6 separate regions of the Sus scrofa genome follow, and all the other regions are linked to region 5. The links are chromatin contacts, called in public HiChIP or PLAC-seq and promoter capture Hi-C maps. All regions are on one chromosome and are shown on one strand. The core of a region is the stretch at or near the end of the contact, and the rest is flanking DNA. Distances in the headings are between cores, read along the strand shown.

What was found. Promoter capture Hi-C pulls out the DNA fragments that hold promoters and counts their contacts. HiChIP or PLAC-seq counts read pairs in DNA pulled down with a chosen protein or histone mark.
Region 1: an H3K27ac HiChIP or PLAC-seq map of alveolar macrophages shows a contact between it and region 5. The contact joins the promoter of NR1H3 here to the promoter of FNBP4 in region 5. A contact is called at or near these places in 2 of 5 promoter capture datasets (fetal liver and liver) and 1 of 2 datasets of contacts at active chromatin or transcription factors (alveolar macrophages).
Region 2: a contact with region 5 is called in a promoter capture Hi-C map of fetal liver, with 3 times the contacts expected there. The contact joins the promoter of MYBPC3 here to the promoter of FNBP4 in region 5. A contact is called at or near these places in 2 of 5 promoter capture datasets (fetal liver and fetal skeletal muscle) and 2 of 2 datasets of contacts at active chromatin or transcription factors (alveolar macrophages and skeletal muscle).
Region 3: a contact with region 5 is called in an H3K27ac HiChIP or PLAC-seq map of skeletal muscle. The contact joins the promoter of PACSIN3 here to the promoter of FNBP4 in region 5. A contact is called at or near these places in 2 of 47 Hi-C or Micro-C datasets (heart right ventricle and skeletal muscle) and 2 of 2 datasets of contacts at active chromatin or transcription factors (alveolar macrophages and skeletal muscle).
Region 4: a contact with region 5 is called in an H3K27ac HiChIP or PLAC-seq map of alveolar macrophages. The contact joins the promoter of SLC39A13 here to the promoter of FNBP4 in region 5. A contact is called at or near these places in 1 of 47 Hi-C or Micro-C datasets (embryonic fibroblasts) and 1 of 2 datasets of contacts at active chromatin or transcription factors (alveolar macrophages).
Region 6: a contact with region 5 is called in an H3K27ac HiChIP or PLAC-seq map of alveolar macrophages. The contact joins the promoter of MADD here to the promoter of FNBP4 in region 5. A contact is called at or near these places in 1 of 5 promoter capture datasets (fetal liver) and 2 of 2 datasets of contacts at active chromatin or transcription factors (alveolar macrophages and skeletal muscle).

The regions. Positions count from the first base shown.
Region 1 is chr2:15,335,401-15,339,039 of Sscrofa11.1, reverse strand. It overlaps NR1H3 (nuclear receptor subfamily 1 group H member 3), which reads left to right and starts at 2,255. Exons shown (of 10, transcript NM_001101814.1): 1 at 2,255-2,432. ACP2 (acid phosphatase 2, lysosomal) reads right to left here. Exons shown (of 11, transcript NM_001244740.1): 4 at 2,762-2,914; 5 at 2,555-2,653; 6 at 2,385-2,474; 7 at 1,810-1,942; 8 at 948-1,030; 9 at 726-832; 10 at 428-603.
Region 2 is chr2:15,245,717-15,249,478 of Sscrofa11.1, reverse strand. MYBPC3 (myosin-binding protein C, cardiac-type) reads right to left here and starts at 1,800. Exons shown (of 34, transcript XM_021085219.1): 1 at 1,694-1,800. The coding sequence starts at 1,718.
Region 3 is chr2:15,377,837-15,381,705 of Sscrofa11.1, reverse strand. It overlaps PACSIN3 (protein kinase C and casein kinase substrate in neurons protein 3), which reads right to left and starts at 1,409. Exons shown (of 10, transcript XM_021085228.1): 1 at 1,249-1,409.
Region 4 is chr2:15,201,296-15,204,925 of Sscrofa11.1, reverse strand. It overlaps SLC39A13 (zinc transporter ZIP13), which reads left to right and starts at 1,990. Exons shown (of 10, transcript XM_003122808.6): 1 at 1,990-2,109; 2 at 3,555-3,630. The coding sequence starts at 3,563.
Region 5 is chr2:14,893,662-14,897,668 of Sscrofa11.1, reverse strand. It overlaps FNBP4 (formin-binding protein 4), which reads right to left and starts at 2,136. Exons shown (of 17, transcript XM_021083063.1): 1 at 1,171-2,136; 2 at 88-180. The coding sequence starts at 1,402.
Region 6 is chr2:15,312,851-15,316,907 of Sscrofa11.1, reverse strand. It overlaps MADD (MAP kinase-activating death domain protein), which reads left to right and starts at 1,686. Exons shown (of 36, transcript XM_021085175.1): 1 at 1,686-1,994. It overlaps NR1H3 (nuclear receptor subfamily 1 group H member 3), which reads left to right. Exons shown (of 10, transcript NM_001101814.1): 9 at 17-111; 10 at 300-579. The coding sequence ends at 446.

The sequences.
Region 1 (3,639 bases), core at 1,006-3,505, 440 kb before region 5:
GATTCCACCCTCGATGGGGAGTGACACAGGGAGTGGCAGCTGAAGGAGGACATGGGCTGAAGAGGTTTTTGTTAGGCTTTGGGATGGGAGTGATCCCATAAAGCAGGAACGCTGAGCACTGGGTTCCAAGTTGAAGTGAGAAGAGAAGGACCTGGCGTGTAAGTGGAAAGGCTGGCCCGAGGTGGCAGCTTATACCCGCAAGAAAGCTGGAAGACCTGGCGGTGGGAGGGTGAGATCTCTGGTGCTCTTGTTTCCTCAGTGGCATAAGGAGGGGCCTCAGTGAGTCCGTCTGGGGCGAGGGGCAGCGAAGGGAACTGTGGGGACCCGCGGTAGCATGGCTGAAGTGCGTCAGCGCTCTCAAGACCTACAGGTATGAGTGGGAAGTTATTCTAGGACATGGCCAGCACGGAGGCAGGCAGCAGCTCACCTGTGTCTGCAGGACCACTTGCCAGCTGGCACTCCTGCTGCCAATCCTTGGGTATGACAGGCTCGGTGAGGCGAAGGAAGTCCTGCAGCGGGCAGCGGTGAGGGCAGCCGGGCAGGATCAGCGGCCAGGGGGCCTTGTCACTCTCATTCCGAAAGTACATCTCCACTGAGAAATTCCTGAAGGTTCATAGGAGACAAGATGGGAGCTGCTCGCTAGGCTGACAGCAGCGCCTCAGGCTGTCCACAGCCATCAGTCACGGGAGCTCCCTGCCTGAGGGCAGAGCAGCAGCTCCACTCACCCATTATCTTCCTGGTACAGTTCAAATATGTGGCAGGCCGCATAGGGAGCTTGTTCACCGTTGTAGACATCCAGTGCCATTTGCAGGGCAACCAGGGTGGTGTCATGCTGTAAGGGAGAAGGGCTCCCCATCAGCACAGCCCCCCACACCCCCAGGCACTGAAGAGGGACGAGACCCAGCTCTTGGCCTGACATCCGCACACCGCGGGCTGTGGGAGCTTACCGCTGAGTAGACCAGCAGCTTGGGGAGCTGGGAGGTGGTTGCCATCAGGGTCAGGTTCTTCCGTATCTGGGCCAGCAGGACTCCTGAAGGACAGAAGTCCCCAGTGTCAGTGGCTATAGCCGTCACCATCTTCTCACCAGACCTATCTGCCGTTCTCTCACCCTCTGCGAGTCCTGGCTCTGATCACCACAGAGAACTCCAGGCTCATGGGAACTACACAGGAACTCTACGGCACCTGCTCTCTAAGAACTTTCACATGTGTAGGAGAAAGCAAGCTCAAGCTAGCTATCTGTGTTTCAACACCGATGCAGAAACCCGCCACTTATTTATAAATGAGTTACGAAGCCCTGCCCATGTTTGAAGAATTACTCCAGGTGGGAATAAATATAAACTCAAGATTGCTTCAGAACACACAAGATGGTGGCTCCAGGCCAGGGGAACTCTGTCATGTGCAGGCTCTGAAAACTGAGATGTCGCAAAGGTTCGTCAGCTGGCACTCCCTTGGGGTGCTCACGTCAGGAAACTGGCCTGTGTATGACTGTCAGCCTCTTTCAAAGTGGGCCCTTGTGGTCATCTGGAGGAAGGGATTCATTGGAGGGGAGGGAGGGCTTTCTGACATGGTGAAACTTAAAAGAATGTGAATGGCAGAAAAGCAGCACACACCCAACCGTGCTCACTCACACAGGACAAACGTGCTAGGCATCTAGACAGCTGGGGACACCGATGACTAAGGGGATGACTAGGGGGGCCTAGTTCTGAAGAGCAGAGAACACTTCAGGTAGCATGTGAGAGGCCCCCAAGAGCGGATTCCTAATGCTGTAGGGATCTGACAGGGGAGTGACATGCTGCTGTTGTCACTCACCCCCCTGCAGCCGGGCCTTCTCTGCCTGCTCGTAGATCCCGAAGAGGAAGCGGAAGCTGAAGTCCTTTAGCCGGCTCAGACGCTGCATGGTTTGGGGTGAGGCCCAGGGAGGCAGGACCAGCCCGTGTGTCTGCTGTATGTGGCAGCGGGCAGGTTAGCTCCTCACCCAGGCCAGAGCCTCTCCCGGGAGCCGTTCTCTTCCTGTGTGTGTGTGGGTGTGTGCAGGGAGAGGAGAGGCAGAGGTTTGCGACCAGGAGACATGGTGGACAGTGATGAGGCCGCAGGGCACAGGAAAGGAGGCTCGGGCACCAAAAGTGTGACTCAGCAGAACGGAGTCAGATACCACGAGAGCTCGGGGTGGAGAGAAGCAGGAACTGCTGACGATCGATAAACTATTTCCCACTCTGAGGTTCTTTTTCACCCATGAGGGAAGTTCCCTTGTTTCACAAGAGGCGGCTTGCCTGGACCTCCCGGGTAGGAATGGGGTCCAGGCACGGTTGCACATGGCCTGGTCACCTAGGCCTGCTGAGGTGTGAGAGGAGGACAGTCATACCGGGGACCCTGAGCCAGCTCACCTCACAGAAGAGTGTGTCATAGACATTCCAGACGGTCTCCAGTGTCAGGTCCGTAAGCCCTGTCTCGTTGGCCACCATTTCCAGAAATTGCTATGAGAAAGGGATCAGGGATCAGTCCTGCCCTGGGGGAAAGGACAATGTGTGGTGACCTCCACCTCGGCCCCACTCACTGCATTCTGAATACTCTCATTCTGATACTCTGGTGTCCGCCGGGTCTCGTTCTGCAGCTGCTCAAAACGGGGACATGGGCCCAACGGGAACTTCAGCAGCTGCAGACCAAAGGGGGAAGCAGAGGCAGAGAAAGAGTCGGGGATCAGCAGCCCAATGGCCAGAGCTGCCCCCCTCACCGCCTCCAGGGAAGGGCTGGCCAGTCTTACTCTGTCCTCGGTAACAGGCACAGTATGGACAGGAATAGGCTGCCAAGAGATGTTTGGATTAAAGCGCTGCATCCCATTAGGGGGGAAGAGTCCAGCCAAGTTGGCCTCAGCACTCATGAGAGTCCGGTCAAAGTCTGTGCTTCGAACATAAACCTGCAGAGATGACAACACGAGTCTCACGAGTGGGTGGGGGAGCTCTGGCCCCTCCATGGGGTCCCAGGGGAGGACCGGTTCTTGGTGGACACCTACCAAATGAAATCCTCCGTGCATCTGGCCCTCTCCCCCCTCTGGCTTTCCCCATCCCTCTTTACAGCCAGGGCCCAAAATGCAGCTGGGGGGTTTGCTGTCCCCAGTCTGTGAAAAACTCCTGTGAGAATGGCTTTAGGTCAGATGCCCCTCCCAGTCCAAAGTGCTTAGTTAACAAGGCTCTTGGGTCCGTCTGTGTGCCTGGTTTTATTACACCACCTGTCACCCTATCTAGGCCCAGGTCCTTGAGGGCAGAAACTATCTCCCCTTTTATAACTGGCTTAGAGACCAGGAGAGGAAATAAGATATGGAACAGAAATAATTATTTGTGAAGAGAGAGGAAGAAGCTGTAAGGAAGGGCAAGATCAGGCAAGAGCTGGCCCTCAAGGAGACAATACAACATCTAGAGACAAAGATCAAGTTTGTATGGCACACCATTATATGCAGTGCTAGCATAGTGCCTGGCCCATAACAGGTACTCCAAAAATGTCTTGAAAGCTTGAGCTATTTCAGAGTCAGAAACTACTTTGCTAGACCCTTAAATCTGAGCTTGGATGCTTGATCCGTTTTGCCAATTCCCAAGCCAAGCAGGAGCAACTCAGCCTCTGGGGTTTTGTTCCAGACACCCCTTG
Region 2 (3,762 bases), core at 551-3,050, 350 kb before region 5:
AAGTAGGAGCAGCTATCATGCCCATTTCTCAGATGAGGACTCCAAGGTTCAGAGAAGTTAAGTGACCTACCCAAGATCACACAGCCTATAGGCGGCACAGCCAAGCTTGTGGTCTAACCTCCACACACAAATTTTGCTGGGTATATCCCTGGATACATCACCCTCCCAGCCTGTGGAAGCCCAACCCCCCTTCCCCCACCAACAGGGGCCCTTGGCAAGGGACATGGCTAAATTTGGCCTCTAAGGGCCTCAGGCTGAGAATCAGCAACTGAGATAAAGCTGGCCTGGGAGGGGGCTGGGCTGGGGAGCTGACCCTGACCAGGACAACCTTGGTAAGAACTCTGGGCTGTGACTTTCTCTGCCCTTGGCTGGGGTTCAGGGGCTTCCTAACCATCCTCTCCCAGAGCAGAGGGGCTGCGTGGGGGGGCCATGTCTGGTGTGGGGGCCACAAGGGTGCAGGGTCAGAAAGCAAAGACTTTCAAAGCTGGAAGGAGGCAACCCAACCCCTTGTTGTATAGATAGGGAAACTGGGACCCAGAGGGGAGGGACTTGTCTAAGAGTGTTGAGTGAGACTGGCTCAAGTCTAATTTGAGACTTTCTTTTTCTTTTTGGGGCTGAACCTGTGGCATATGGAAGTTCCCGGGCTAGGGGTTGAGTTGTAGCTGCAGTTGCAGGCCTGCATCACAACCACAGCGGTGCCAGATCTGAGCCACATCCGTGACCTATACCACAGCTTTCGGCAATACTGGATCCTTAACCACTGAGCGAGGCCAGGCCTTGAACCTGCATCCTCGTGGATACTAGTTGGCTTCTTAACCTGCTGAGCCACAATGGGAATGCCTTTTTTTTTTTTTTGCTATTTCTTTGGGCCGCTCCCGCGGCATATGGAGGTTCCCAGGCTAGGGGTCGAATCGGAGCTGTAGCCACCAGCCTACGCCAGAGCCACAGCAACACGGGATCCGAGCCGCGTCTGCAACCTACACCACAGCTCACGGCAACGCCGGATCGTTAACCCACTGAGCAAGGGCAGGGACCGAACCCTCAACCTCATGGTTCCTAGTCGGATTTGTTAACCACTGCGCCATGACGGGAACTCTGGCTCAAGTCTAGAGTCATCCTGGGGGCCCTCCTGCAGCAACTTTTTCCCAAACGGCAAGTCCAGGCCTAATTTTGCTGCAGGGATGGGATGGAGGCAGAGAAGGGGTCTCCCTGCGTCCTGAGAGTAGAGCAACTGCCCTTGGGGCTTTCTGCCCTGACTCTCTTCCCCTCTGTACTCCTGACTCTGGTTTACTTTCATCAGAAGGATGGAAAGGAGAAACTAAGAATCGCAAAAGGCCCAGGATGGAGTTCCCGTTGTGGCTCAGCTGGTTACGAACCTGACAAATATCCATAAGGATGTGAGTTCGATCCTTGGCCTCGCTCAGTGGGTTAAGGATCTGGCGTTGCCATGAGCTATGGTTTAGGCTGGCAGCTGCAGCTCCGATTTGACCCCTGGCCTGGGAACCTCCATAATGCTGTGAATGCAGCCCTAAAAAAAGAAAAAAAAAAAAAAAGGCCCAGGAGGACAGTTCCCCCTGTCCTGGGGCTCAGAGGCCTCATCCCCCTCAGGAACTTGCTCCTAGGCCCCCCCCAATTGCAGATGCCCCCAGCCCTCCCTGCCCCACACTCAGCCCCAACCCAGGCCTGGGGCTACCTGGTTTCTTCCCTGGCTCAGGCATCTCGGAGAGGTCACCAGGAACCGAGCAGGCACAGGCTCCCCAAAGAGAATCTGAGCAGGCACCCGTCCCCCTACTATATAAGGGGCTGCCCCCTCCCCAGGCCCTCCTTATCTGCACCCTGCCCAGCCACCTGCTAAATATAGACAAATTCCAGAGATCAAGGGCTCTCCAGGAGAATGTGGGGCCCCATTGTGCCTGGCTGGCCCCTGGCCCCTCCCCCATCAGCCCACTATCACAGCTTCTGTCCCCCAATCCTCCCTGAACTTCAGGGGTACTCCATGCCCTGTCTGTACGTCTTCTGACAGGTAAATCATGTGGTGGGAGTGTGCAGGGCCCTTAAGTCTGAGGCTGATGGGTCAAACGCATCCTTGCCAGGTAGCGGTTATGTGCACAAACCCTGGGCTGGGCTGCCCTGCATCCTGGCTGCCCTGAATCACTATTTCTCTGTGACCTTCTGCCCCGTGACTGCCCCTACACCCACCTCCAGGTCACATCACGAATGTCAGTTGCTACCCAGAAAGAAGGAAATTACGTGTGACCCACTGCAAGCAAGACCCAATACCGGGGAAGTTCATTTGTCCCCCGTCATCAGGGGGAAGGAATTCTATACACAAGCGTTGTCCATGTGGTCAAAACCTACTCGCCTTTTCAACACTGAAATCATTCTTTTCTGCCATTTTAACCACATTTAAAAGGCATCTCATGGAGTTCCCATGTGGCTCACCTAGTTAAGGATCCAACGTTGTCACTGCTTTTGCTCGGGTTCAATCCCTGGCACGGGAACTTCATGCCAGGGGTGCAGCCAAAAACAAACAAACAAAAACACAAACAAAACCAGAAAATGCATCTCATGCTCCTGGGCCTTCTTTAAAAGGGAACTGAGCCCATTTCCCTCGCTCGGGGCTAGGAGCCCTGCATAGGGGGTGTTGCGGATGGGCTTCCCCAGCCCAAGCCCTTGGGGCGAGGAGGTAGAGTGTGTGTTGGGGGGGGTAATCTGTCCCAACAGGAATGGCCCCAGAATCTGGGTTCTCTGAGGTCTGCAGGCTGCTGAGCAAAGTTCCTCAGTCCCACACTGTTGGCTGCCTCTTCTTGCTACTGTTGGAAGCAAGAGCTTACAGGTTTCCCTGATCATCTTTTTCTGTCTCTCCCCTGCCATAGGCTCTAAGCCAGAGGGACCAGACACAAGGGTACACTCGAGAGGTTCGCTTGTACCAGGGTCCTGCTGGCAAGGATCCCATGAGGACACTGCAGCTGACAAGAGCTCTGGGGCTTAATTCCTGCTCCTGACCGAGCTACGAGCTACGGGTTACCCTCTCGCAGACACGTGAAGCTTCTCACATTACAATGACGTAGCAGCCCACGTGGGATGGGATCCAGCCCACCCCTTACTCGTGGTGTGAACTAGGACAAACTATTTGACCTCTAAGAGCCTCAGTTTTTCAGTTTATAAAATGGGATGCTATTAGATACCACTCCTCAGGGATGACATGTAATAAAATGGCCAAAAAATCCAGTGTTGTTGCCATTATTATTATTATAATCATCACTAGGGTCATAGCCTACAGCTTATAAGCTTAAGGCTCATGGAGGCATCTAAAAAAAATTTATTCGTTGCAGAGGGCTTTTTAATGATTTATTTGCCTAAGAACAACTGAGGACTCTTCCATCCACAGGCTCTAAATCCTGGTCAGGTACAATGTGTCATCTGTCCTCATGTCCCCAGTGTCCAGCATTGGAAAGGATCCTTAGTAAATGCCCGAGGGACAAATGAGGAAAAGACATATCAGATGGCGGGGGGTGGGGGGGCAGACAAGGTGCACAAAACATTTTTTTTCCCCACACCTGACACATATGACACCTGACACATATGAAAGCTCCCAGGCTAGGGGCTGAATCAGAGCCACAGCTGTCGGCCTAACCCACAGCCATGACACCAGATCCAAAACACCTCTGTGACCTACACTGCAGCCTGCAGCAACATGAGATCTTCAACCCACATCCTCACAGACACCATGTTGGGTTCTTAACCCACTGAGCCACAACG
Region 3 (3,869 bases), core at 160-2,659, 480 kb before region 5:
CAGATTTCGGCTTTGCCCCTCCCAGGCCTCCTCAGAGCCTGGGAGACCAGTGGAAGCGGGAAGGGATGGGGCCTGCACCGGCTCCCTTTGGAGGGAGGTCTGGGGCTACACTGCCTTACTCTTTTTGCTGAGCACAGCTTTCTTAGTTAGAAATTAGCTCCGACGAGGCTCATAACCATCCTCTTGCAAGCATTAGGGCTCCCGTTGAATAGATGCAGAAAGTGAGGCTCAGAGACCTCAGAGCTGTAGTCAGGCAGGTCCGGGACTCCAAAGACCCCTTCCTTGCACAGCCCTCCTTGCCAGTCTGGGGGCCCATTCTGAGGACTAGGTCTGACTTCGGTGGGGGTGGGGCAGAAAGGCTTGAGCTCCTCCCCCTCCGCGTTATTCCCAGATAGTGTATCACGATTCTTTTTTTTTTAACTCAATGAATCTTATTACATTTATAGTTCACCACAACGATCATCACAACCCAATTACGATTCATTCTTAAACCCCTTCGCCCTTCCATCCCCTTTGTCAGCTACCAAAGGTTTGGTAGATCTTTCCAGAATGCCCCGATACCACCCCCCACACTGAATAAATCCCTTCTTCCTCACCCCCTTGCCCCCCACCCCGAGACATTTCGGAGCCTATCCGTCGGTTATTTATATCCACTGGAGCGGTCCAAGAATGTTCCGAGGCTGACCTAACCGCCACCTGCTCGACCGCCTCTCCCTTCCCGCTCCCTCTAGGGCTGGGGGACCCGCGGCGCTGCCCTCCGTCTGGCAGCAGAAAGGGGGCGCAGGTCGCCGGAATCCGACGCCTGGGCCGCTCCGGGAGTCCGAGCGGCCCAAGTTGCTGGGGGTTGCAAACCCTCCCGCGTGCTCTGAGGAGCGCCTCCCCAGAGGACAGAGCGGCGCTCTGGGAGGCCAAGAGCCATGCTGTTCTCCCCGCAGCACGTACTCTTCGTCCCCACCCGCTGCAGCCCCACCCCCGCCCCCACTCCTTGAGGAGTGTGAGTATGAGAGCACAGATTTTCAAACGGCAGCTTTAAAAATAGCAAAATTATGTAGTTTCTAAATCCCGGAGGAATCACGTTCGCGTTCTTTGGGCAGATAAATCTGCTCATAAAATGGAAAGGGGGCCTAAAGAGAATGAATGGGAGTAATTTCAGGTGGTAATTTTAGCTGCTGAGGGCTGACTTCTCCGCAGTCCTTGTGGGAGGGTGCAATCGTCAGCTGGGCACCTGAGACAGCTGCGCAATCGTACCTGAGTAGTGGATCCTTGCCTTGGCGCTCACAGGGTGTGTACGCAGCAGAACGTAGCTTCTGAAACAAGTTTCAACACCCACTCTCTCTGTTGGGACTTGGACAAGTCCTTTTTCCTCCATATCTGTTTCTACCTCTGTGAAACATGACGGGTGACTGGGCTGACCTCCCAAATGGGCATGTGCCCCAGCTAATTAATGATTGTAAAACAACTAACTGCAAATCAGAGGAGCTGAGGTAATAGCTAATGACAGCCATAAGGTTCTGTATTATTCAAAATCAGTTAACATCCCACCTAGTGCCTGGGGGCCTCTAGGCACCTGGACAGAAAGTGTGAAAACACAAGAATGAAGTTAATTACAGGAGCCACCTATTAAAACCCTATTAAAAATAAAGGCTGCAAGCCAGGCTTTGGGATCTGAGGAAGCTAGGTCACAGAGAGACTCAGAAAACAGGGCTGTTCATCAGACCACAAGAGGGAATGCTAGTGGAAAACATCTGGCTTCCCCTGGGTTCAGATCTGGAGGCAGCAAGCAGAAATGTTGCAGCTGATCTTAATTGCCTCTAAAGTACTGCAGGGAGAAAAAATAAACCAAAACCCAGGGATACTAAGCTGCTTCAAGGGTGAAAGGAGACAGAGCTAACCTTGGAAAGCCAACCCCTGCCAGTGCTGCCCCAGGGCTCATATGTCTGTGCTCTGTGGCCAGAGCCCCTACACATTCACAGGGCTCCACCGTGAGGTACACAACTTGAACAGAGTTTAAGATGAGATGCCCGAGGTCAGAGACTAAGCGGACAGAAACCCAGAGACGCAGCTTGGCTCAGGGCACCAGGCGGCAGATTGGTCCAAAGCCCAAGTTCACAACACTCACAGACTCACCTTGACTTTCTGGAATGTCCTAACCACAGTACCTTCATTATTTATTTATGCCTTCATTCATCCAGTCAAGAAAACATTTGAATTTTGGCTTTATGCTTAGCCGTATGCTGGGTGTTGGGAATACAAAGACCAATAAGGCAGAGCCATAAGTTTATGATAATGAGATAATATGGACAGGAAGTACTATGGGAAAACAGAAGCAGAAGAGACCACCTTTCACTGAGTGATGACACTTGACTGGTCTTGATGAACAGGAATGAGTCATGTGCAGAGGCATTCTAGGCGGGAGCACTAGGGTGTGCCAAGCCCCAGAGGTGTTAGCTTATGACTTGGTGACCCAGCAATTCCACTTTTTGGTATCTACCCTAGACAAACATGTACAAGTGCAGAAAAAGGTACAGGGAAATTTGTGTATAGTATTTTTTTGCAATAAGGGAAAAACTGCAAACAGATGTCAATCAAGAGGGCAATGGTTGAATAATCCTAAAGTTCACTCATGCTGTGGGTTGCTCTGCAACATTTAAAGCACAGTGTAGATAGAGATGTGGAGGGTTGGGGGGGTATTTTTGGCTTTTAAGGGCTCACCCGAGACATATGGAGGTTCCCAGGCTAGGGGTCGAATTGGAGCTGTAGTGGCTGGCCTACACCATAGCCACAGCAGCACAGGATCCGAGACACGTCTGCAACCTACAACACAGCTCACAGCAACACAGGATCCTTAACCCACTGAGCAAGGCCAGGGATGGAACCTTTGTCCTCATGGATGCTCGTCAGATTCATTTCCGCTGAACCACAACAAGAACTCTCAAGTTGTTTTCTTATATGAAGATCCCCAAGACACTATTGAATAAAAAAAAGCAAAGTTGCAGAACACTCAAAATATTCAGAGAATACACACCAAACTGATCATGGTGATTCTCTCTAGTGGCAACAGTTTGGGGCAGTTCCAGACTAAAATATCTAGAATACTGAGCTCAGGATGGAGTGAAGGCACATGGGAGCTGAGGCTGGAAAGATGGGATGGGATTGAATGGTGAAGATTTTCGAGACGGGCTAAGGAGTTTAGACTTTATACTATAGGCAGTGAGAAATGTGAATGGCAGTGACTCCATCTTTTAAAAGTTATCCTTTGAAAAGGTAACTCTGGCAGCCCTTCGAAGTGTAGATTAGAGCAGGCAGAGGGCTGCAGGAAGGGCTTATCTCCTCGGAGGGCTGCCATTTCTCTCCAGGGCCTCTGGACATTGCCCCAGCATTCCAGGCAGGCAGCTGAGTAAAGTATTCTGATTTAACAGCTATGTTTTTAAGAGCTCAGGCAACCCCAGGTGTAAAAACTGGTCTGAGTTTTTGAGAAGGGTTAACTTCAGTGGGAGGAGCTGTTTCTGGATTGGAACGCAGGAAGAACAGCAGATGGATGGCATTAGAGTGAAAATGTGTGGCAGGTTTCAGAGTGGGGCCTGTAGAGAAAGCTTCTCCAGGGTCAGGAATTTGCCCCGAGCATATTCTTTGGAAGGTACTGTTGCATAGTCCATGCTTCAGCTCCATAGGCAAGGGGTCTGCTCAGGAAGCCGGCTCTGGTTCATCGGGGCCCCAAAGTCCACGGGGGACCTCCTTTTTTCTGAAACGGGAGTTCCAGTGGAGGATCCACTAATTTAGCTGACGTTCAGGGAACACCCGGTATGCCAGACACAATGCTGGGTATTTGGTTCAGTGCCAACAAAGCAGACATGGTCCCAGACTCCATG
Region 4 (3,630 bases), core at 741-3,240, 310 kb before region 5:
CTAGGGGTTGAATCAGAGCTGCAGAAGCCAGCCTACACCGAAGTCACAGCAATGCCAGATCAGGGCTGTGCCTGCGACCTGCACCACAGCTCAAGGCAACACTGGATCCTTAACTCACTGAGCAAGGCCAGGGATTGAACCCTTGTCCTCGTGGAGATTAGTCGGGTTTGTTTTTGCTGAGGCACAATGGGAACTCTCCTTTTTGTATATATTTTAAATTAGTAGATTATATTAAATAAACATTTCTGCATCTCCCTTTTCTCACTCATCAATACCTGGAAGCCCCTGGCAGATTTAATTCACTGTTTTTAACAGCCACACACTTGCCCACCCACTGTGTCTTTCTACTTGGTCCTCCTGGCTCAAGGTCATCTTCTAGAGTAACATCTCCACCTCTACCTCCAATACATTAGGGAATCTCACCAGGCCAGGTGAGAGAAAAAGGCAGTGGGAAGGCAGCAAGTGGTGTTTCTAGCGCTGTCTTGTCCATCCCCTTGCTGGTGGCCAGCAGCCCTCAGCCCCTAGAGGCGGGAATGCTGACTATGTTATTGTGAAATCATTTGTATATTGTGAAGTGCTTTGCATATGATGGAGTGATTTGCATATATGGGGGGCATCTTAGAGATCCCAGAGCAGCATCCCTGAGTGTCCTCCTCCTCCTCCCTCTGCAAAGTAATCAACCTAGGGTTTCCACTTCAGAACTTAGGCGGGGGAAGAGGAGGGTGTCCCGGCAGAACTGTGGGCCTTGAGGGGGAAGCAGACAGGGGGCTTTCAGAGGAAAGCTGATCCTTCTTGGTAGGATTGGGGTCTAAGAAAGGCAGCGTTGGAGTGTGAGGTGGAACAGGGCAACTGGTGTAGCATATGACACTTGTGCCCTCAGAGCCCCCAGTAAGGGAAAGTGACACAGGATGGATGAAGGAAGTACCCTAGGAGGCAGATGAGGGTCAGAGGCTTAGAGACTCCCACCCTGTCACAATCTCTGTCCAAATGAGTACCCAAGGGCCCGTTCCTGAGTATAGGTGGTCCTGGCTGATTCCCAGAGAAGGATGCAAAGTGGAAATGCCAAGCCAGATTCCTAAGACTCTAGAAATGAGAGCTGCTGTCACATGCCCTGGGTTCAGGAATATTCAGGTTTCAATTGTGGCTCTGTCATCCGTGCTATTGTGTGACCCTGGGCTAACTACCCCACCTCAATGGGCTAGGCTGAGGGTTCTTTAAGACAATGCAAGCAGAGTAAATGGCAGGTGTTCAGCAATAAACTGCGGTTATAATAATAATGCTATTGTTTGCTGCCTTAATCTGAGGTGAGGGAAGCACAGAGCTCTTGCTCCCCCAGGTTTGGAGTTACCAGCAGCAGTGTCAAGCCACCGTGCATTGGACTCCAAAGGGTTACAAGCCCTGGAGACAAAGGCCTGAGGTTCCCAGTGAAAAACCAAAGCATAAAAATAATTCGATGAGTAAGAATAAAATTCCCTCTTCTGAGGTTCCCGAGGCTAGGCCCCTCCCTGCGGCAGACACTTCCCCTTTCCCTTGCTCATGGAGGAGCCAGACCAGGCTGACTCAGAGAAGGAGTGCCGCAGCCATCCTCCCACCCCGACCCCGGCCCCAAGCCCCAGCACCGGCCCCGGCCCCGGCTCGGAACGGCACAGTCTAGAAGCCGAGCGCGCCCCCGTGCGGCCGCGGCCGGGACTGCCACCCGAGAGAGGAAGCGGCGGCCAGGCCCTCAAGCCCAGCCACCCGGCCGCTCGTGGTCCCTAGAAGGCCGCCGCCTACGCCCTGCCTAGCCCGACCGAGTGCGGTGTCCAGCGGGCTCCCACTTCCGCTCGACCCTCCCCGCTGTGCCCGGTCCGGCCGGAGCGGAAGTGCGCCAGCCGCCCGGGTCCCCCATGGCCGCGAGGCGGAAGCGCGCTCCGACGGCCGCTCCCCCACTACCCCGCGGCGCGCGGCGCGTCGGGTTCCGGACAGGTCCCGTGTGACGTGGCCGCGCGCGGGGGGCGGCTCCGGGCCGGGGGCCGGGTGGCCGGGCCGGGCGGGGCAGACCCGGGGCGGGGCGGGGCTCCGCAGCTGGATGGCCGGGGCCGCCCGTAGCGCCGCCGCTGCCGCCGCAAGGTGAGTGACCGCCCGACCCTCAGGGCCCATGCCCCAGGCGGGACAAACCCTGCCCATCCCGTTGACTTCGGCCCGGCTTGTCTAGATCAGACCTGGGCCTCTTGCCCAGAGCCCGGGAATTCAACTTCCTTGGGCTCTTCTCCCGGCTCCCCACGCGTCGCTCCTCATCTCTCCCTCTCTCTCCCCTTCCGCATCCATCTCCCACTCTCCAGCTCTCCACTCCTGACTCTCCCGCTCCTTGCTTTCTCCTTTCTCTCCGCTTGCTGACTCCCTCGGTACCCTCTCTTCTGTTCCAAACTTGTGGTCCTCTAACCTTTAAGTGACCCGCCGCCGCCTCCAAGTCAGGCCTGGCTCAGTCCTGCTTTTTGGTCCCCAGTGGAGCCCTGCGGATTTAAGGCCTGGAGAGCCTAGACTGGAGCATCTTTAACAGCTGCTTTCCGCCCCCGCCCCCGCCCCCGCCCCCTTCCCAACTCCATCAGCAAATGCGGAAAACTGAGGCACGGCCATCACTGGCTCAAGGTCACAGCCAGCATGAGGCAGGGAAGACCACATTTAAACCTCATGCCTGAGTTTCCAGATTTGTACTTCCCTCTTGGTTGACTCACATCCAGGTCCTGTGATCCATCCGCTGGGTGCACTCCAGGTGTCCACTGCTCCTGGGTCCCAGCAGCATAAGGAGGGCTTTCTGTGCCTGATCCATGCCAGGCATGCTCACCTGTTTAGCAAGCTCATCTCATTTGTGTGAGGGAGGCAAATTCTCTCCATCCTACAGAGAAGGAGACTGAGGCTCAGAGAGAGTCTTCAGGGATTTACCCCCAACCAGCAGCTATAAGCTCAGAGCACAAAGTCAAGGGCAGGTCTTCAAAGCCTGTGCTCTATACATCTGTGAGGCAGCTCCTAACTGAAGGAGCCTCTGTCTTCAGTCCCACCTCCTGTTTGGCCCATTTCCTAGGAAGAAGCCCTAATGATCCTAATCTAGATCAGCTGGTTGGTTTCCCCACCTGCACTCCTCCTATTGCCCCACCAAGCTAGGTGGTGCCGGCCTCTGTCCCTGGGGGTGCTTCACTGGAGGACATCCCGGCCCAAAGCCTCCCCTGGCAGCCAGACATCCAGCTGGGCCAGGCCTGCCAGTGGCTGAGGGGAACCTAGCCAGCGCCTCACCCTGTCATTAAGGAAAGTTTAGCCTCAGGCGGACAGGCTGACACACAGTCTGGAAGTGGCTCCCAAGGAAAAAATGTGTGGTCCTTGGGAGTGAGGTGAGGAGGGGCAGAGCCGCTTTGCTCCATGCACCCATCATTCGGGTCCTCAGAGGCCCCAGGGGGAGGCAGGCAGGAGGGCCGGTGCCAAGGCCTCTGGGAGTGGGGGGAGGGTTAAGATGCCACGTTTCCTAAGCAGGTGTGCGGCCAAGGGTGGCAGCTCACGTAAGTGGCCTTTGTGTTTTTCAGCACGTGGCATGCCTGGATGTCCCTGCCCTGGCTGTGGCATGGCAGGACAAAGGCTCCTCTTGCTCACTGCTCTTGC
Region 5 (4,007 bases), core at 887-3,386:
AACCCAATTTGATCTTATTGAAAGATATTGTAGAAAAGATGGAAAAACCAACAACAATCCCCCCCCCCCCCCCCCCCCCCCCCGTACCTGTTGCTTTAACCGCAGTGGGCCTGGTGGTCATGACTGGTTTGGGAGGATTTTGAACAACTCTGGGCACCTCCACCACCACTTCCTGTTCATCTAGATTTTAAAAAACGAACAAAAAAAACTATAGTCAAACGATGGGTCAAAGAAAACACTGCAGGTGACAAAACAATCTTTGATTTGATCTTTCAAATCTAGATTTCACCAGTTTAAAAACAGGATGGCTATAATCTATCACTGACACAAATAAATGGGAGACTGGAGACGAGAAACAAGGATAGCTAGAATCTTCCATTTGCCGAGTGACTTAAACATTAAGAATCTGAACACTGTACATAAAAATTACATCTGAAATAATCCAACGTCCAAACACACAGACACACACTCTTCTCGCGGCTACCATAGGGCTTTCACAATAGGCATAACTAGAGCTTTTTTTTTCGCATGAGTTCCCCAATATGATTTTATTTTTTTTTTAACAGCCGAAGTGGAAGGGGCCGATAGTAGTATTGTCCGGCCCCGATAGTAGTATTGTCCGGTTACTCTTAACGCAGATAAACACAAGTAGTTGGGAACTCACAAGCTCCACTTCTCCAAAAATATGGAGGAAACCCGACAGCTGGCGATTACTTATGCTTTGGCTGGCATAAGGATGGTTCGCTCACTTCTAAAAGGTCTCTCCCACTTCCAACAAAAAGGAAAGGAAAAGTAACATGACATGTAGGGAAAGGGCAGGTTCCACCGTCACCAAGCCTGGGACGCGGAAACGCATACTCTCATATTTACCCGGTAAGTTATGCAAAACCGAGAGCAGACGTTGAGCAGACTGGGTGGCCGGGCCAAGCCCTGCACCAGAAATGGCGCCTCTGGGTCGGCTCCGGCCGGGCGCACACTGCTCTGCCGACCCTTCCGCCGCCTAGGGGCCCACAGCCGTCCTCCCCACAGGCCCCGTGCGGCAGGCCTCAGATACAAACGCCACCAGCCCGGGTTTCTCTTCCTCCTCAGGGACCTGCTCGAGAGGCCTAGGCCCCAAGCTCCGAGCTCGAGTTTCCGACGTTCCACCTAAGGGCCCTCGTGCACGCTTACCTTCCGAAGGCGAGTCGTCCGGGGCCGCGGCGGTAGTCACCACGGTCGTCGTCTGCGGCGTTGCCGCCGCCACCGCCGCCGGGGCTGGCTGGCTGGTCGCCGCAGCCGTCGTGTCCGGCTCGGTGTCGGGTTCCGGCTCCGGGTCCCGGCCAGGCGTGCTGCTCCGGGGACCCGGCGGAGAGAGCTGCAGGATGGGCCTACGGCCGGGTACCGCCCGGGACTTCTTCCCCATCGCGAGCCCTAGCGCGAGCCGCGAGCGTCGGGAAGCCGAGAGGGGCGGGCGTTCGGCGCGGCGCTGCGTAATCAATATTCATACACTGCGACACCGCCTCCTGCAAGGATCCGCTTTTAACCGGTGGAGGGCCTGCCCGCGCAAGCGCCTGGGGCCTCCTACGCTTTTCAGGCTCCTCCCCCCATGGATGGAGGGCGGGCTTTACCCACAGGGCTAGGCTATTGGCTGTTTTAACGCACAGAAGGAGCTGGTAGCCAATGGAAAAGGAAAAAGAATGAGCGTCAAGCCAATAGTGAGGAAGGGTCTCAGTTTAGAATCGCTTCCAATTACGTCAGGCTCCACCCATGCGTTTTTTGCAGTCTTTTCTCTACCGCCTTGTCCTCCATTTTGTGTCCGTTCTTGTGTATCAGTTTGTCGTTTGTTATGTAGGGAACTTGCTGTTTTCCAGGTCTTTAGCCAAGTTTCACCCAACTTATCGTGGCTTACTTTCGGTATAACACTGAATGTTAAGTAGAATAGTGAGTCTTTTAATGGTTTAGTAAATTTTTTCCTAGAGCATAAAGATGACCTCGTTGTTTATTGGCTGGAAAAAAATGACTAGATTTACTAGCATTGGAGGAAAGAACCTAAATTGTGGGGATGGGATAAGGGAGCCATCCTAATCTGGCCTTCCCAACCTGCTTTATTTATCTTCTATTAGCACTGTCCTCTCCCCTGTCCCCTTCTGCAGCCAGCTGCTGGGAGCAGTTGTCTCACTTCCATCCTTTACACAAGCTGGAGTAACCATTGCACCACGTGGGAAAAATGTTTTTTTCAAGACCCATGCAAGCTTTACATCTCAACCTTTTATGTCAATGCTGAGCCCCTCCCCAGCACTTGATTTTCCATTGATAGCTGTCTCCTCCATTCTAGAGCTTAAGAAATCCAGTGATGGGAGTTTCCTGTGGCCCAGTAGGTTAAGGATCCCTGGTGGCCTAGGAACGTCTATATGCCAAGGGGTGGGAAGCTCTTTACATTATTTTTTTTTAATTTTTTTTATTTTTAATTTAATTTTTTTATTTTCCCACTGTACAGCAAGGGGGTCAGGTGATCCTTATATGTATGCATTACATTTTCCCCCCCACTCTTTACATTATTTTTAATGCTTAAGCCAAGGTGCCAGCCTACACCACAGACACAGCAATGTGGGATCCGAGCTGTGTTGGTGACCTACATCACAGCTCACAACAATGCCAGATCCTTAACCCACTAGTCGAGGCCAGGGATTGAACCCATGTCCTCATAGATATAGTTGGTTGGTTACCCACTGAGCCAGGATGGGAATGCAAGAAATCTTACTTTAATAGAATTGGAAAGTTCTCTGGTGGCTCAGCAGGTGAAAGATCCAGTGTTGTCACTGCTATGGTACAGGTTCAATCCTTGGCCTTAGAACTTATGCATGTGTGGGCGTGACCCCCCACCCCCAAAAAAGTTGGGAAACCAGAGCGGGCCAGGCAGCTCTCCCGCCCTGTGAAGATAGCAGAGCCCAATAGGAAGAGATTCCTCTTCTTTCCTGGGAAGGACTCAGCCAATGAAAAGCCACGTGCTGTTTACTACAGCTCTTCCAACTTCCTCTTCCTTTCTGTAAAAGCAGTTCCTTTCTTTGCCATGTGGGTACTTGTACCTGGTTTGCCTTGGTAGCCAACCTTGAATTGCAATTCTTTGATGATTCCGAATAAACCCACCTCTGCTGGAGAAATAACTGGCAGTTCATTTGTTTTAGGTCACAATCATTTATCGTCTCATGCCCAACTGAGTATACTTTGATCAATTCAATTCTGACCATAACCCCCAGGAGCTGACATCAGACACTTTAAGTTCAAGGGCTCAGTCTCCCACAGAACTGTCTTTACTTCATTAGCCAGCTCCCAAGTGAGGACCCCACCCCATTCACACTTCTGGCTATGAAATCAGGGGTCCCTGGAGTTCCCTTTTGTTATTGTGGGTTAAGGCTCTGATGTCGACACTGTAGTTAGTGGCTTGGGCCACTGCTGTAGCTTGGACTTGACCTCTAGCCCAGGAACTTCCACATATCATGGGTGAAGCCAAAAAAAAAAGGGGGTTCCCACCTCCTCAAATTTTATAATTCTCTAGAACCATTCACAGAACCCAGGAAAGCACTATTCTTAGGATTCCAGCTTTATCATAAAGGATACAAGGTGAGGTCTAGGAGGGAGCACTGAGCTCACACTGCCTGTGGAGTTGGCATGGGTCCTCCCAACACATCCATGTGTGTTCTCCAGCCAAAAGCTCTCTTCAGCCCTGGTCTTTTTTTACTGGACTTCATTACATAGGTGTGGTTGATGGACTCACTGGCCACTGTGACTATGATTGGGCTCAGTCTCAAGGCCCTTGCCAGATCCTCCCAGAGGTTGGACTGGCGCAAAGGTCTAACTCTAACATTCACCACCCCAAGGTGAGTCTTCCTAGAGAGACTGCCCCATTCAGAAGCTGTCGAAGGCCCTGGCCAAGAGCCACCTCTTTAGCATACAAAGACTTACTTCACTCAGGAAATCACCCGGGTTTTATGAGCTCTGTCAGTAAATCAGGGAAAAGACCATATGTA
Region 6 (4,057 bases), core at 437-2,936, 420 kb before region 5:
TGTTGGTGACCTATAGACCGGCCCAACGTGCAGGACCAGCTCCAGGTAGAGAGGCTGCAACATACATATGTGGAGGCCCTGCATGCCTACGTCTCCATCCACCACCCCCATGTGAGTCTCCCCACTGTGCCCCCTTTCTTCCTCTACAGGCTCAGCCCCTGACACACCTACTTTCCCTCCAAGAATCCCTCCCTGACTACATCGTGCACAGACAATTCTCTACCTCTCCCACAACTCCCCACCTTGCCCCCCTTCCTTGGGGAGAGACAAAGGCTGCACTTGTCCCTCTTCTTCCCCAGGACCGACTGATGTTCCCACGGATGCTAATGAAACTGGTGAGCCTCCGGACACTGAGCAGCGTCCACTCAGAGCAAGTGTTTGCACTGCGCCTGCAGGATAAAAAGCTTCCCCCGCTGCTCTCTGAGATCTGGGATGTGCACGAGTGACTGTTCTTCCCCCACACCGTGTCTTCTGTTTTTTGGGGTAGATGGCTGAGGCGTGACTGAGAAGGGCAGACATTCCTGAGGGCTGGGCAAAGGACATCCTCACGTGGCATTAAAAGAGTCAAAGGGTTGGGAATTTTGTGGCTGCTGGGTCCTGGGGATTCTGCTGAAACAGTGCTCCCATGTGAAGACGGTACTGACCCTGCCAAATGGATGAACCTGGGGGCCACTTTGCACAAGGTTGGCCAGGGCCCTGCCCATCCTGCCTCTACCACTTCCTGTTTTCCCCACGGGGCCCCAAGAAGAATTCTCCACTGTTAGCCTGCGGCTTGGCCGTAAATGCCTCAGGGCTGCCTCACTGATAGGACTGGCACTGGGTGTACAGGAAGATCGAAATTAATACAGGATGAGAGAAACCCATTTCTGGATTGGGAGTGGGGGCCCGGCAACAGAGGAGGGAAGGCTGTGTCCTTTAAGGAGCTGCTTCCAGATTCCGAGGAGGGAGACAAGTCACAAGTGACAGCCTTGGCAGTGAGCGGGGACCTCCTTTTACTAGCCCCATTGAGCCATAAGGGTCAATGAAATGTTGAGGCTTAGATGCCCCCTTCCCGTTCAGTGATCCAGGTGGGATCGGTTGTCTTCCTGTGGGAAGGGGGTGTGGGATTTTCCGACCTAACGCCTCAGTCGTGCACCTGTGTTCATGCCCGCGGGTATAATACCTTGGTTTTCCCGTTGACAGCTGAAAAAGAGCAATCCTTCCTCTTGGCCCGCAGACCCTTGGGACAGGAAGAAAGGTCCCCTGAGGCCAGGGGTAGGCTGACCGGTTTCAGGGTTAGCGTCTCCAAAGGGCTGGACTCCATTTCCCAGCGGGCACCGCGGCACCGCTCACGCCCCCTCCCGTGGAGCGTCCCGGTGTAGGTGAAACCGCGGCCTGCGCCTTCCGGCATCAGGTCCCCCCGCCGCCCCTGAATTGGTAGGTTCCACTGCCGAGGCCGCCGGCTTGCCAGCCCGGGAGGCTGGGCACCTCCAAAGCGCGAGCGGGGGGAGGGAAGTCAGGTAAGAGGGACGGTTAGAAAGTCTCAGGGGCAGCTTATCTTGAGAAGTCTCTTCCAGATTAATCCACATTTCCTCGAAATGGACTCCATTACCATGCCGAATTAAAATCTGTTTTAGTAACCTAAAGAAAAAGTGTTCCTGTGGGTCCTCCCCTTGGCACGTAAAGGCGCTGGGCTGGCCCAACGCTCCCCATCGCGTTCCCACTCCCACACGGATAGGTGTGTGCGTAGCCGCCTTTCTCCTGAGGTCGGCTCCACCCTTCAGCCCTCGGCTTGGTGCAGCCCTGTCCTCCCCGGGGGGAATGGTACGGCCCCCGGCCCCCCTCGGCTCCCCCTCCTTCACCGGGTCGGAGTGGTAGGCGCCCCCCCACCCCCCTTCCCGGTGAGGACGCGGAACTGGCGCGCGCTCTGAGCGGCGTCCGCGCCGGCGAGCGACTGACGCTTGGCTGCAGAGAGTCGTGCGGCCGAACCTGGCCGGTCTTCAGAGGCTCCAGAGGTAGGAAGGTCTGGGCCACTGGGGGCCTGGAAGGGTGTTTGGGGTGGGGCTCCCCGGGGGATACAGACTATGAGAGGAAACAGGGGCTTTAGTGGGAAGGGGACTCTAAGGAGCCCCCAAGGTTGTGTGAGGGGGCGTGGGGTCTCGAGAGAGAGCAGCGGTCTGTAGGAAGGGGGTAGGACAAGGGGTGGGGGCCAAAGGGGTTCCAGCTGCGAACCTGGGCGCAGCTTGCGGCTGCGGGGCTAGATTCCTGCGAGGCTGGCGGGCGGCCCTGGTTCCGGGGCGGGTGCGGGGGAGAACTGTCCAGCAGGTGAGGGGGCGGGCAGAGCTGTCCTGTCCGGGGGCTAAACACATGGCGCGCGTGTGTACGTGTGTCTGTGTCTGTGCGTGAGTGTGTGTGTGTGCGCGCGCGCGTTCCCCATTTTTGGTTAGAATTTGAATAAACACTTTGGCTTCTTAAATTTTCTTTTTTTTTTTTTTTAATTTGGTGTTTCAAAATTGGCTTGTTGGGGAGTGGAGACCCCGTTCAGTCTTTCCTGAAACTGATTGTCTCCCCATCCTCGTGCATCTTTAGACTCATCCTTCTTTCCCTGCCTTCCCTACTTCCCCAACCCTGCCTATTGCTGCCTCCTTGCTCTCATTCTTCCCCACGTTGGACCAGTCTGTGCTGATGCGCTTGCAAGGTCACTGCCTGGGGAGGAGGAGGGGAGAGAGCCTCTTATTGTGCTCACGTCAGCAGATGTCCTATCACTCTCTGGTTCTTGTGGTTTTACTGTGACATCCTGCCAAAATGAGGGACGAATCCAAAGGGCTGGTTAACATGGCCATTTGTAAGCTGAAAAGACAAGATAGCTTAAAGGTCTGTGGATTCTAAATCTGCGTGTGGATGGTGTTGGGTGGTAATTGTGTAGGACTTCAGCGGATAGGTATGAGTCTTGAGCTTGATGCCTTTGGAATATAGGAGCTGGGAATGAGGGGCTGCCCGTTAGTAAATATGGTTGAGGCAAGAGGCGGAGTCTGAGTCTGGGTGGATGTGAAGACAGTGTGAGTATAGGTAGTGTTAAGAGGATTTAGAGTCTTTGTGAAGAGGGGAGCGAATGGGAAGAAAAGCCTTATCTCTGCAGTTTGAATAACTAAAGGCAGTAGCTGTTGAGATAGAACGGAGGCTAAAAATCCATCCTATCATTAGTGGCTAGAATAGTCACAAGATCTCAGGGTCCTTGTTTGTGACTTGTTTGTGGAGGGAGACAGCATTGTAGAGCATGATAATGATTTGTTTTATCAAATGATTCTCAAGGAAAGAGGGACTGGGATCCCAAGGATAGAGGCCTGATCCCTGATATATTAGTAGAAGATGCTTCAGGTGTGATCTTTGAGATTTTAGCTGGAAAGGGCTCCTGGTTTTCAATGTAAACGTAGATTTCAAGACTTAACCTTGTGCTCTGGTCCTGTAAATTGTTTCATTTTAAGATACTTTGGCTCTCACTATGCATTTTACACATAATTCTTTATAAAGTATGCTTTTACCCATCTCCCATTTCATTTTTTTCATTTTCCTCCACTTTTTCTGCTTGGGAGGAACTGGATTCTGCTCTATAACAGGGCCTTACATTCTGCAGAATGCTCAAGATTCTGTGGCAGTGGAGAGAACCAAAGAGCTTTTGGGGTGGTGGTGATGCCTAAAAATGAATATATAGCAAGATTGGGAACTTGGTTTTGGTTGTGTAGAAAGGTGATATGTCTATGAAAATCCAGAATTAGGACCAAGTGCAAACTAAAAGCAAATGGGGGAGAAGATAACCTCATAATAATAGCTGTCAATGGAAGAGGTATCTCCAGATTCAAGGAGAATGAATTATTATGGGCATTGGCCAACTCTGGAGTAGCAGCTGCTAGCACTGTGCGGTCACCAAGCAGGGGAGGGGCCGTGGCTCTGCTATATATAGTCCTAGAGCCAGAGTTGCTATGGAGATAAAACTAAATCCTATTACCTGCAGGTCCTCTATTGGGAGCAAGGGAAAGGAAGAGTATTTTGAAATTTTGAAAGGTGTTGTAAATAGGTC